2 separate regions of the Mus musculus genome follow, and region 1 is linked to region 2. A link is a contact called in public Hi-C data. All regions are on one chromosome and are shown on one strand. Each heading gives the region's core, a stretch centred on a gene start, on an enhancer-like site or on the middle of the called end of the contact. The rest is flanking DNA. Distances are from core to core; before and after follow the strand shown. Region 1 holds the start of Chsy1 (chondroitin sulfate synthase 1). Region 2 holds the start of Fam169b (family with sequence similarity 169, member B).

Region 1 (4,459 bases), core at 104-2,603, 2.2 Mb before region 2:
CCCCATGTGGTTGCTGGGAATTGAACCTCTGGAAGTCAGTGCTCTTAACCGCTGAGCCATCTCTCCAGCCCCATTTTCTATCTTTTTGTTTGTTTCTTTGATTGATTAAATGAGAACTTCTTAGGCTCTGGGACCGTAGTTCAGAGGATAGAGTACTGGCCCAGTGTATCAGAGGTCCAGTGGCTGATCCCTGGCACCAGGGCTGGTAGCACACAGGCCTGGAATTCAGGTGACTCCAGTTCCATAAGCAAGAGGATCTGGAGTTCAAAACGATCTGCAGCTTCAGCTAGCACCTGGGCTCTATTAGAGCAGGTCCAAGTGGCTACTTTGCGATTATAATCCTAACACATTGGTGACTAAGAAATAAAATTGGTATTTACAAACATTTGTCATGTGGGCACCCAAGTTGAAGGGCTTTCGTTTTTAACAAAACGTATAAAAGTTAAGACAGAGCAAATATAGGGAAACTGGTATCCAACTTAAAAATCCATTCAGCGAGCCTAACTTACTTGGAGACCTCCAGAATAGTAAGAGATCCTGTTTCAAAAAACTAGGTGTATGGCTCCCGAGAACCCATCCCCCACACCACGTACACAATCCATATCCGTTTTATAAATCTACTCTTAAAAATACTGACAGACTTAGGTGAGGGGGGTACTAACCAGCTCTCTGCTCACTGGGACTAAATACAGGTATTTATCATCTAGTGGTAACTCACCCACCCATCTCTTCAATATCCATTTAAAAAACTAATATGCCGGGCTTGGTGCCGCTCGCCTTTAAGCCCAGCGCTCGAGAGGCAGAGACAGATCTCAGATTCTCTGAGTTCGAGGGCAGCCCTAGCTACTTAGCGAATTCACGTTTCGCTCCCCAGCCCGCAAATCCCCTAGCGTTCCTAGGTGAACTGTGGCCGTGTGTGGCTCCAGCCCCGCCTGCAGCGTACAAAGCTGCAGTGTGGACCCCGCTGTCCTGGCCACCGAGTCGGGAGGTCGGCCCGGGGAGGGAAGGGCGTGGCGGCTCTCGGGGCATCTGGGGAGCCGGTCAACTCAGTCCACGTGCGGTGCCGGACCGCCGGCTCCCAATGCTGGCGACGGGGGCGTGGCCGCGGGTACCGGGCAGTGGGGGTTGGAGGGACGCCCGCCCCGCTGTCGTCGATGCTATCCCACGCCCCTCCTGCCTGGCCGCAGACTGCGGGGCGGGTGCTTTTTTTTTTTTTTTTTTGGTTAAACTTTGGCCACGTGAACTGCCCCCCATTCACTTTTGCGCCAATCACGAGGCGCGGACGGATCCCGAGAGGGGCCACGGCACGCCGCCGGCGGGCCGCTTCTTAACGCGCGGTGCGTGACGTGAGGGGCTCCTTTGCAATGGCGCGCTAAGCCGGAGGATGTGCAGCTGCAGAGGCGGCGCAGGGCACCGAGAGGGCGGGCGCAGCGCGAGCCGAGCCGAGCCAGCCGGGGGACGCGAGCCGCGGGAGCCGCTGTCGCCTCGCGCCGGAGTCGCCGGCCGCGCGCGCGGGGCATGGTCCCCTCTTAAAGGCGCAGGCCGCGGCGGTGCGGGCGGGCGCGCGGAACAAAGCGCCGGCGCGGGGCCTGCGGGCGGCTCGGGAGCCGCGATGGGCGCGGCGGGCCCGCGGCGGCCGCGGCGCTGCCCGGGCCGGGCCTGGCGGCGCTAGGGCGGGCTGGCCTCCGCGGGCGGGGGCGGTGGGCTGAGGGCGCGCGGAGCCTGCGGCGGGGACAGCGGGACAGCGGCCCGGCGGGCGGAGGGGCGCGGGCATGGCCGCGCGCGGCCGGCGCGCCTGGCTCAGCATGCTGCTCGGGCTCGTGCTGGGCTTCGTGCTGGCCTCGCGGCTCGTCCTGCCCCGCGCCTCGGAGCTGAAGCGAGTGGGCCCGCGGCGGCGCCCCAGTCCCGAGGGATGCCGGCCAGGGCAGGAGGCGTCGCAGCCCGGCGGGGCGCGCGGCGATGCGCGCGGGGCGCAGCTCTGGCCGCAGGGCTCGGCCGCGGAGGGCGTCCCGCGCGACAGGAACTTTCTCTTCGTGGGAGTCATGACAGCCCAGAAATACCTGCAGACCCGCGCCGTGGCCGCCTACAGGTGAGCCCCCCTTTCGTGGATGCCATCGCCTGCATCCGGCATCCTGGCTGGCGGGCGGGCGGCGTTACGGGTTCCCCGGAGGCTTCTCTGGTAGCTGCCAGCGGCTCAGCGCAAAGGCAGCAGGGCTTAGGATGGTGAGCATCTCTCAAGGGCAAGGCTTTGGGATTGAGTACGCTGGCCTCAGTGTGTGTGCCTCTCAACCTCATCTCCAGGGAGACACGTAAGCTTTCTGTGTTCAAGACTTCTTTGTTAAAAGGAACGAGTCTCCCCCATAAGGTGGTGGCGAAATTCAATGTTGTACCTGCGATAGTGGAGGCAGAGTTATAATTTGAGTCTCTAAAATAGGCACTTTGTCATTTCGAAGGGAGAGCCCGCTTAAATTAACCTGGCTAGGGCTCCTCCGTACTGTACTTTAAGATTCTCACTTTTGGTGAGCGTTTCCACTCTGCCTTTGAGCAACACTCTGGTTTGTTAAGTAGAGAAAAAGAACCTTGAGGAAAAACAGTTTGTGTGATCGATTTAGTCATTGTAAGACTGCAGCCTGGTGTTCCCCAGCGCAGCCACCAAGGCGTATGCGTGGTAGGAAGTAACTGGGCCCTAGTAGGCTAAAGGAGTCAGTAGAAGTGGCAGCGATCATGTTCAGGATTAACAAAGGGATTAGCCAAAGCTGCCTTTAGAAAAGGAGATGGTTTTAGAGTGGAGGGCATGGTTAGAACTGTATTTGCATTGAAGTGAATCTGAAATACAAGAGGGGTAGACCCAGGTGAAGGAAGGGACTCGTGGAAACTTTTGTGTGTGTGAAGTACAAAAACCTTTACTGTACGGGTGAAGTCTGGCGTTCTTCCAGGCAGAGACTCAGTGGCAGGAATGGTTTCAGAGCACGGATGTTCTGGGGCTGAGCTTTGTGAGCAGGGCTATACTAGTTGATGTTTGTTTTTACATTTTTTAACCAGTGCTTTTATAACTTGGCTTTTGAATCCAGTTTCTGGTCTAAGTTTTCAGGCAGCAGACGGTATAAGAAAACAAGCATGGCTGGATCTCTTCTTTCTTTAACTCAAGTGAGGGATTGAGGAAAGAGCAGTTAAAGCGTTTAAAGGCTTGACCACCATTCCTGCTGCTAATGTCCAGAGGCTGCGTCGTGCTAAGAACAGTTCTGAATGGCCAGAGGCCACAGGTGGCAGGCTGTATGTGGACTAGCGGAGTAGTTTGAGAGCAAGTAGGCTATAGTTCTCCAGATGTTCTTTGACTTAATATCTTTGTCAAAAATTGAGGACCAGGGCTGGTGAGATGGCTCAGTGGGTAAGAGCACCCGACTGCTCTTCCGAAGGTCCGGAGTTCAAATCCCAGCAACCACATGGTGGCTCACAAACATCCGTAACGAGATCTGATGCCCTCTTCTGGAGTGTCTGAAGACAACTACAGTGTACTTACATATAATAAATAAATAAATCTTTTAAAAAAAATTGAGGACCAGATGTGGTGGCACCAGTCTTTAATCCCAGCACTTGGGAGGCAAAGCAGGTGGATCTCTGTGACTTCCAAGCCAGCCTGGTCTACATAGAATTCCAGGCCAGATATGACTAACACTGAGACCCCTCTCAAAAAAAAAAAAAAAAGTTAAGCAAACAAATAAACAAACAAAAAATGAGAAAAGGACCCTTCCCTCCTTTGGTTGAGAAGGTAAAGATGATTGTTAAGAAATCTGACAACCTGAGTTTGGTCCTCAGAAAGATCTCACAGGGTAGGAGAGAGCTGACTCTCCGGAATTGTCCTTTTGACTGTCACACCTCTGCCATGAGGTACATTTGCACGGCCACACAACAGATACTTGTAGATAAAATAAATGCCCTTTCAGCAATAAGGCTAAATTGAGGAAAAGGCCACTAGATTGTGTTGTGGTTTTGAAAATAAATCCATGAAATTACAGTTTAGTGACAGATGACATGAAATCATAACTCTGGGGACAATTGCCAGAGTAGTTTGTTCAGATAGATGATATGACCACCCCTCCACGTACATTTTTATTCTTATAAAATCAGTATACACAAGTCACTAGGGATCGTGCCTGTGATACCAAGAAGTATACATGTATAGTGTACACTAGTTTTATAGCTGACCATGGTTTCCCAAACCTCATCTTGCCAAGTTAAGTGTGTGTCATCCTTTCTGTCTCTTCTTTATTGTTAAGATTTTCTCATTGTTTTCTTTTAGGCAGTGGGGACTTACTCTTTATCTGTGATCTGAAGAAAGCAGAGCACATGAGACCTACTCCCTGCTGCTCAGGGTCCCTGCCTCTCAGCCCTGTAGTTAGATTGGCTAGCCTTAGGGAAAATTCAAGGGAGGCCTGAGTTGGGAGAGGGAGGTGGTGAG
Region 2 (4,725 bases), core at 266-2,765:
TCCCCCCAGAGGATCTTCCCTATATAATCCAGACATTTTGGTCTCTCAAATCCCTTCTTTCGTCTCTCTGTGCAAGTCTCTTTCTCTCTTTCTCTCCCCCTCTCCTTTTCCAATGACGACTTTCCTGGCCTTGATCCTTGGGCCAGTGAACTTGCCCTTCATACAGCAGCTTCCAAATAAACCTGCCTTTAACATAACCTAATCCAGTTTAAATTGGCTCATTTAACTAATTGATAGAAATAACCTATCAGTTACTGAAAGACACTTACAAATACGGCTATATTGTAAAGACACTTTAGGAAGCTGTCTTGAGAAGACCACGCACACCTGGATGTGTCTCATTTCCACCCCTTCCCCTAACACCTATCTTTCTACCACTAACCTTAAATCTATGTTTAAAATCTAATAAACTGTGACTCTTCGACACAACGACTTACTCTGACATTCTTTTTGGCACTGAAGTCAAAAATTCTGGCTTCACCAGAGTGGAAAAGAATTCCCTGCTACACACAGCGCAGAATTGTGTTGTGTCCCCAGTTACCATTGCCCCAAGGCCAGTTGTCAGGATCCCAGATTGTTCTCCAGCTAATGGGCTCAAGCCTTCTTCCTCCCTCGGTCTCCCCAGTAGTTGGGACATCCGGTGTGTTTCCATCAGAGTCGGGTGAAAGGTGAAATTTGAAATCACTCACCGCTGCATCCTCCCAAAGCAACGTTTTGAAACAGCTGTGTATACTGGAGAAGAATTGTCGACCTTGAATATTGCTTTGTCAAATGAGCTCCTGCTTGGCTTTTTAGTAAATCGTAGGCACATTACAGTTTCCAGGAGACTGTTGGGACTCTGAAACCGGCAGAAAAGATTCCTGGATGCCCTGTGTTAGATGTGCGTTTATTACATATTTGCTATTTTTCAGCCAAGCCAAGTTTTTGTTCTTTTTTTTTTTTTTTTTTTTTTTTTGGTTTTTTTTCGAGACAGGGTCTCTCTGTGTAGCCCTGGCTGTCCTGGAACTCACTTTGTAGACCAGGCTGGCCTCGAACTCAGAAATCCGCCTGCCTCTGCCTCCCAAGTGCTGGGATTAAAGGCGTGCGCCACCACGCCCGGCTCAAGCCAAGTTTTTGAAAAGGGTTAATGCAAATGGTTTTTGCACATAGAAGGGAGCGTGGTGGAAAAATCTGTCAGTACAAGCTTGGGGCACGGGGGAGGAGGCTGCTTGCCTGTGTTTATGGTAGTTCAAGAACAGCAACAAACTCACTATTGGCTCAAAAGTCATTCTTTTTGTAGATTAGACTTTGCGGAGTCAAGGTTTGGTTAAAAAAAAAAAAACAAAACAAAACAAAAGGTGGTCCAGTAGTGTGTGTTGGGGGAGTGGGGGCAGAGATAAACGCCCGCAGCAGGAGGCAAAGGAGTGAGAAAGAGAAAGCCTCCGGGGAGGTGGCAGGGCGGGGCAGCCCCTGGGGAACTCTTGGTAGAAAGGTTGGTGGCTCTGGTGGGGGGAGGGGGTGGGGAGGTAGAGGCTTACTAGGTGGCAAACTCCGTACCGGAGCATGGAGGCTGAGGCAGTCCGCGGAGTCACAGGTAAGGGGTGCTGCGGTCCCCACGTAGCCAATCGAGGGCGAAGGACGCGAATGGTAGCGGGCAGAGTGCCGCACACCCGTCGCCACAACAGCTTGGGGTGCAGTGCGAGGCTAAGGGCCTCTCCTCTCTTTCTCTCTCTCTTCCTCGGATTCATATAAGTCCCAGGCTAGCGGGAGCTGGAGGAGGAACCTCCAGAGTTGATAGTCTTAGATGGCTCTGGGCTGGGTCCTCACCCGGGTCTCCGGTTCTGTTTCTCACCCCTCCCCCACAACCCTCAACACCGGCCTTGGGGACCTTGGACCTGGGCTTGCTGGCCAGGCTGGGGAATGAGCTCCGAGGTGAGAGAGAAGTCCGAACAGCAACCCATTCCTACTTTCCAGCAAGGAGGACCCAGGAAGCGCCTGGACCGAGAGAAGTGTCCCGGGAATCCACGCTCTGGGCCAGCCTCTTTGCTGGCTCCAGGGACACAACTCACATGCCTCTTCCCGCCCAGTTTCAGGATTTGAAGATACTTTCTTGAGCCGGCCACCTCTGAGGTCTTAGGGGATGCCATTTCAGGCCTTTGGCTAGACATCCTGGTCACAGGTGGCTGGCTGTGTCGCACGGATAGTCACACTGCACACAGCCCACCTACAGTAAAGTCAATCATGGCAGGGGCGCATTTGAGGCTGGCAGGTAGCCACTCGCTCTTATGACCTACTTTAAACGTTGCAATTGAGTTGTTTTTCTCCTGTTTTCAGGTGCGTGAGATAAGGAGAGATTGTAGCCACTAGCTAATTATATGGATTAGTAAGGATTTAGTTGATCTAGAGATTAAGAAAAGGCTCGTCTTTAATTTTGGAAAGGGAGCTATTTCTCTTTTGTTTTAGTCTTGTGCACTTTTTTTTTTTTCTAGAAAGTTAAGAGTGCTGTTTCCAGTTTACACGCTGGAAGACTGGAATAAAAGTCTTGCTTTTTTGATCTTCCTCATCTACAAAACAGGAGAAGCCCCCTAGGGTTTATTAAGCACAGCAGTCTCTCATTACACTCCCATCTCTACTAGTGGGTCTCTTTCCCCTCCCCTAGAGTGAGCAGGTCCTTCCCCATCTTTGCTTCAGAGAGCTTCCCCTCCCAGGCCCATGTGATGGGAAAAAAAGAATAGTAATTTCATCTTCTGGAAAAGAATCGTTGGCCTGAGACAGTTTATGGCTTTTCCCTGTATGCGCTCCGACCTTTGCTGTGGTTTTGATGGCCACCGGTGGCTCAGATGACACACAGCAGTCTCCCATTTATCATTTCCACATGTGTGAGATCCTAATGGGTTGGAGGCTTGCATAGTTGAACTGTTGCCTGTGCTTTGATAGCTGTTTCCAGAAACAGCTTGAGCAAATCTCGTCTACTGGGGAATCCCTTTCTTTTTAGTAGAGAAGCATGAAAGGAAAAAAAAATAATAATGCTTTCAGGTAAGGTGACTTGCCAGCCTCTACTTAGCTTCACCGCTGAAAACCGAGGAAGGACATTCCTCCCGCAGCTGTGCTCTGTGTTCGCAGGAGGGGCCCCCGGGAGGTTTGGTTTGGGGCAGTGCCATCCAAAAAGAGATTTGGGGGTATCCACAATAATTTACATCCTGATGCCCCCCCCCCCATATCCGTCTCCTCCCTCCTCTCTCTACATGTTTTTTGGTTCCCTGATGCCAAAAACCTTCTTAGGTTCCACTGGGCCATCTGTTGCTGTCATTTCAGCTTAGAACAGAATGGAAAGGAAAGAGAAAGCCAGACACAGCCTGGTCTTGTTACCATCCTTTTTTCTTTCTTCTACTTCTTCTTTTTCTTTCTTTCTTTCTTTCTTTTTTTTTTTTATCTTGAACTTCTTCCCTTAGCTATGGACTGCTTTATGAGGCTGCATTGCCTCATAAGGATTAGTTGAGGCCCTGTGTATGTGGGAACTCATTGCTGGGCCCTGTGTCATATTAATAGTGAGCATAGAGAAAGCCATTTCTTTTGCCTTTTGAAAAGTGGGATGTCCTGATAATTTGTGCTGCTAATAAAGCAGAGAGGATTGACCGATAACGGAGCTAACAAGCAGGTTGGGGGTAGTTCAGAAACTTGCATTGTTTGCACGGCTTTCTATGGAAGGGAACAAGAGGTCAAGGAACAGGGAGAAGTGAGTGGGGGCTTGTTTGGAGGCCTTCCCAGGTCCTTTTAAAAGAATTGAGCATGCCAAAGACCATATGTCGGTTTGTTTGTTTGTGTGTGTGTGTGTGTTTGTTTGTTTGTTTGTTTTGAGCCCTCTTCAGATCCCAAGGAGCTATGCCAAGAAGTACTGGTATGGGCAGAGCCCTGAAGTGGGGCTGGGGGAAAGGAGAGGACATGTCACAGGACTCTAAAGGGGCCAGACACAGCTATAGTTTGAAAGGCATTTGCAGAGGCAAGAAAAGGAAAGAATATTATTAGGTGGAGGTCTCCCACCTTGTCAGACTCAGGTCACCAGCTTTGGTGACAAGTGCCTTTACCCACTGAGCCATCTCACTGGCCCGGCCTGTGCGTACTTGTGTGTGTCTGTGTGCGCACGCGTGTGCACTCACAGTTCACTTTTAGCATGCTGTATGTCAGCTATAGTCCTGAGCCCTTCGCAGGCAGGACTGTAGCTGACCTTTACATCAGACAGAACTGGTGAGGAAACAGGCCCAGAGATGGACTGGGGTGATCTGTCCATAAAGTGGCAACACTGGCATTAAAACAGAGGTTTCTGGGGGGCTGGGGGTGTGACTCGGAGCATTGGGTTTCCTCAGAAAGTGGGAACTCTCCTCTCCAGTTCAAGAAAGAGAGAGAGAGAGAGAGAGAGACCATGTAGCTGGTTGAGTCAGTTCATAAAGGTGTTTCATAGATGACCTCATGTTAACACAAGCTTAAGTCACACCACCAGTAGTTTGGATCTTTTGTAGTCCATGATGACTGAGTGTCCTCGGAGGGGGATGTGGGTTTGGCAGGTTTGGGGTCTCAGTGTCTGGGAAACGGGACCTCAGTGAGGACAGGATGGAGAGGGGCTTTGCTCACAGCTGTCCTGGAGCGCCCCACTGGGGTTTCCAGTGAGACAGGAAAGGGAGGGAGCGAAAGTGGAGAGCGGTGTGTAAACGTGTACTTGGCTCTGAAGGTTGTAGGCTGCTCCCTCCT

Evidence for each region. A called contact is a pair of places that touch in the nucleus more often than the background predicts.
Region 1: a contact with region 2 is called in a Hi-C map of B cells, with 5 read pairs. The contact joins the promoter of Chsy1 here to the promoter of Fam169b in region 2. A contact is called at or near these places in 1 of 39 promoter capture datasets (pre-B cells), 1 of 484 Hi-C or Micro-C datasets (B cells), 1 of 115 datasets of contacts at active chromatin or transcription factors (double positive thymocytes) and 1 of 9 other capture datasets (liver).

Annotation. Positions count from the first base shown.
Region 1 is chr7:66,108,139-66,112,597 of GRCm38.p6, forward strand. Chsy1 (chondroitin sulfate synthase 1) reads left to right here and starts at 1,354. Exons shown (of 3, transcript NM_001081163.2): 1 at 1,354-2,089. The coding sequence starts at 1,773.
Region 2 is chr7:68,274,469-68,279,193 of GRCm38.p6, forward strand. Fam169b (family with sequence similarity 169, member B) reads left to right here and starts at 1,516. Exons shown (of 9, transcript NM_001374636.1): 1 at 1,516-1,573. The coding sequence starts at 1,543. It overlaps Gm16157 (predicted gene 16157), which reads right to left and starts at 2,126. Exons shown (of 4, transcript NR_040340.1): 1 at 2,049-2,126; 2 at 690-869.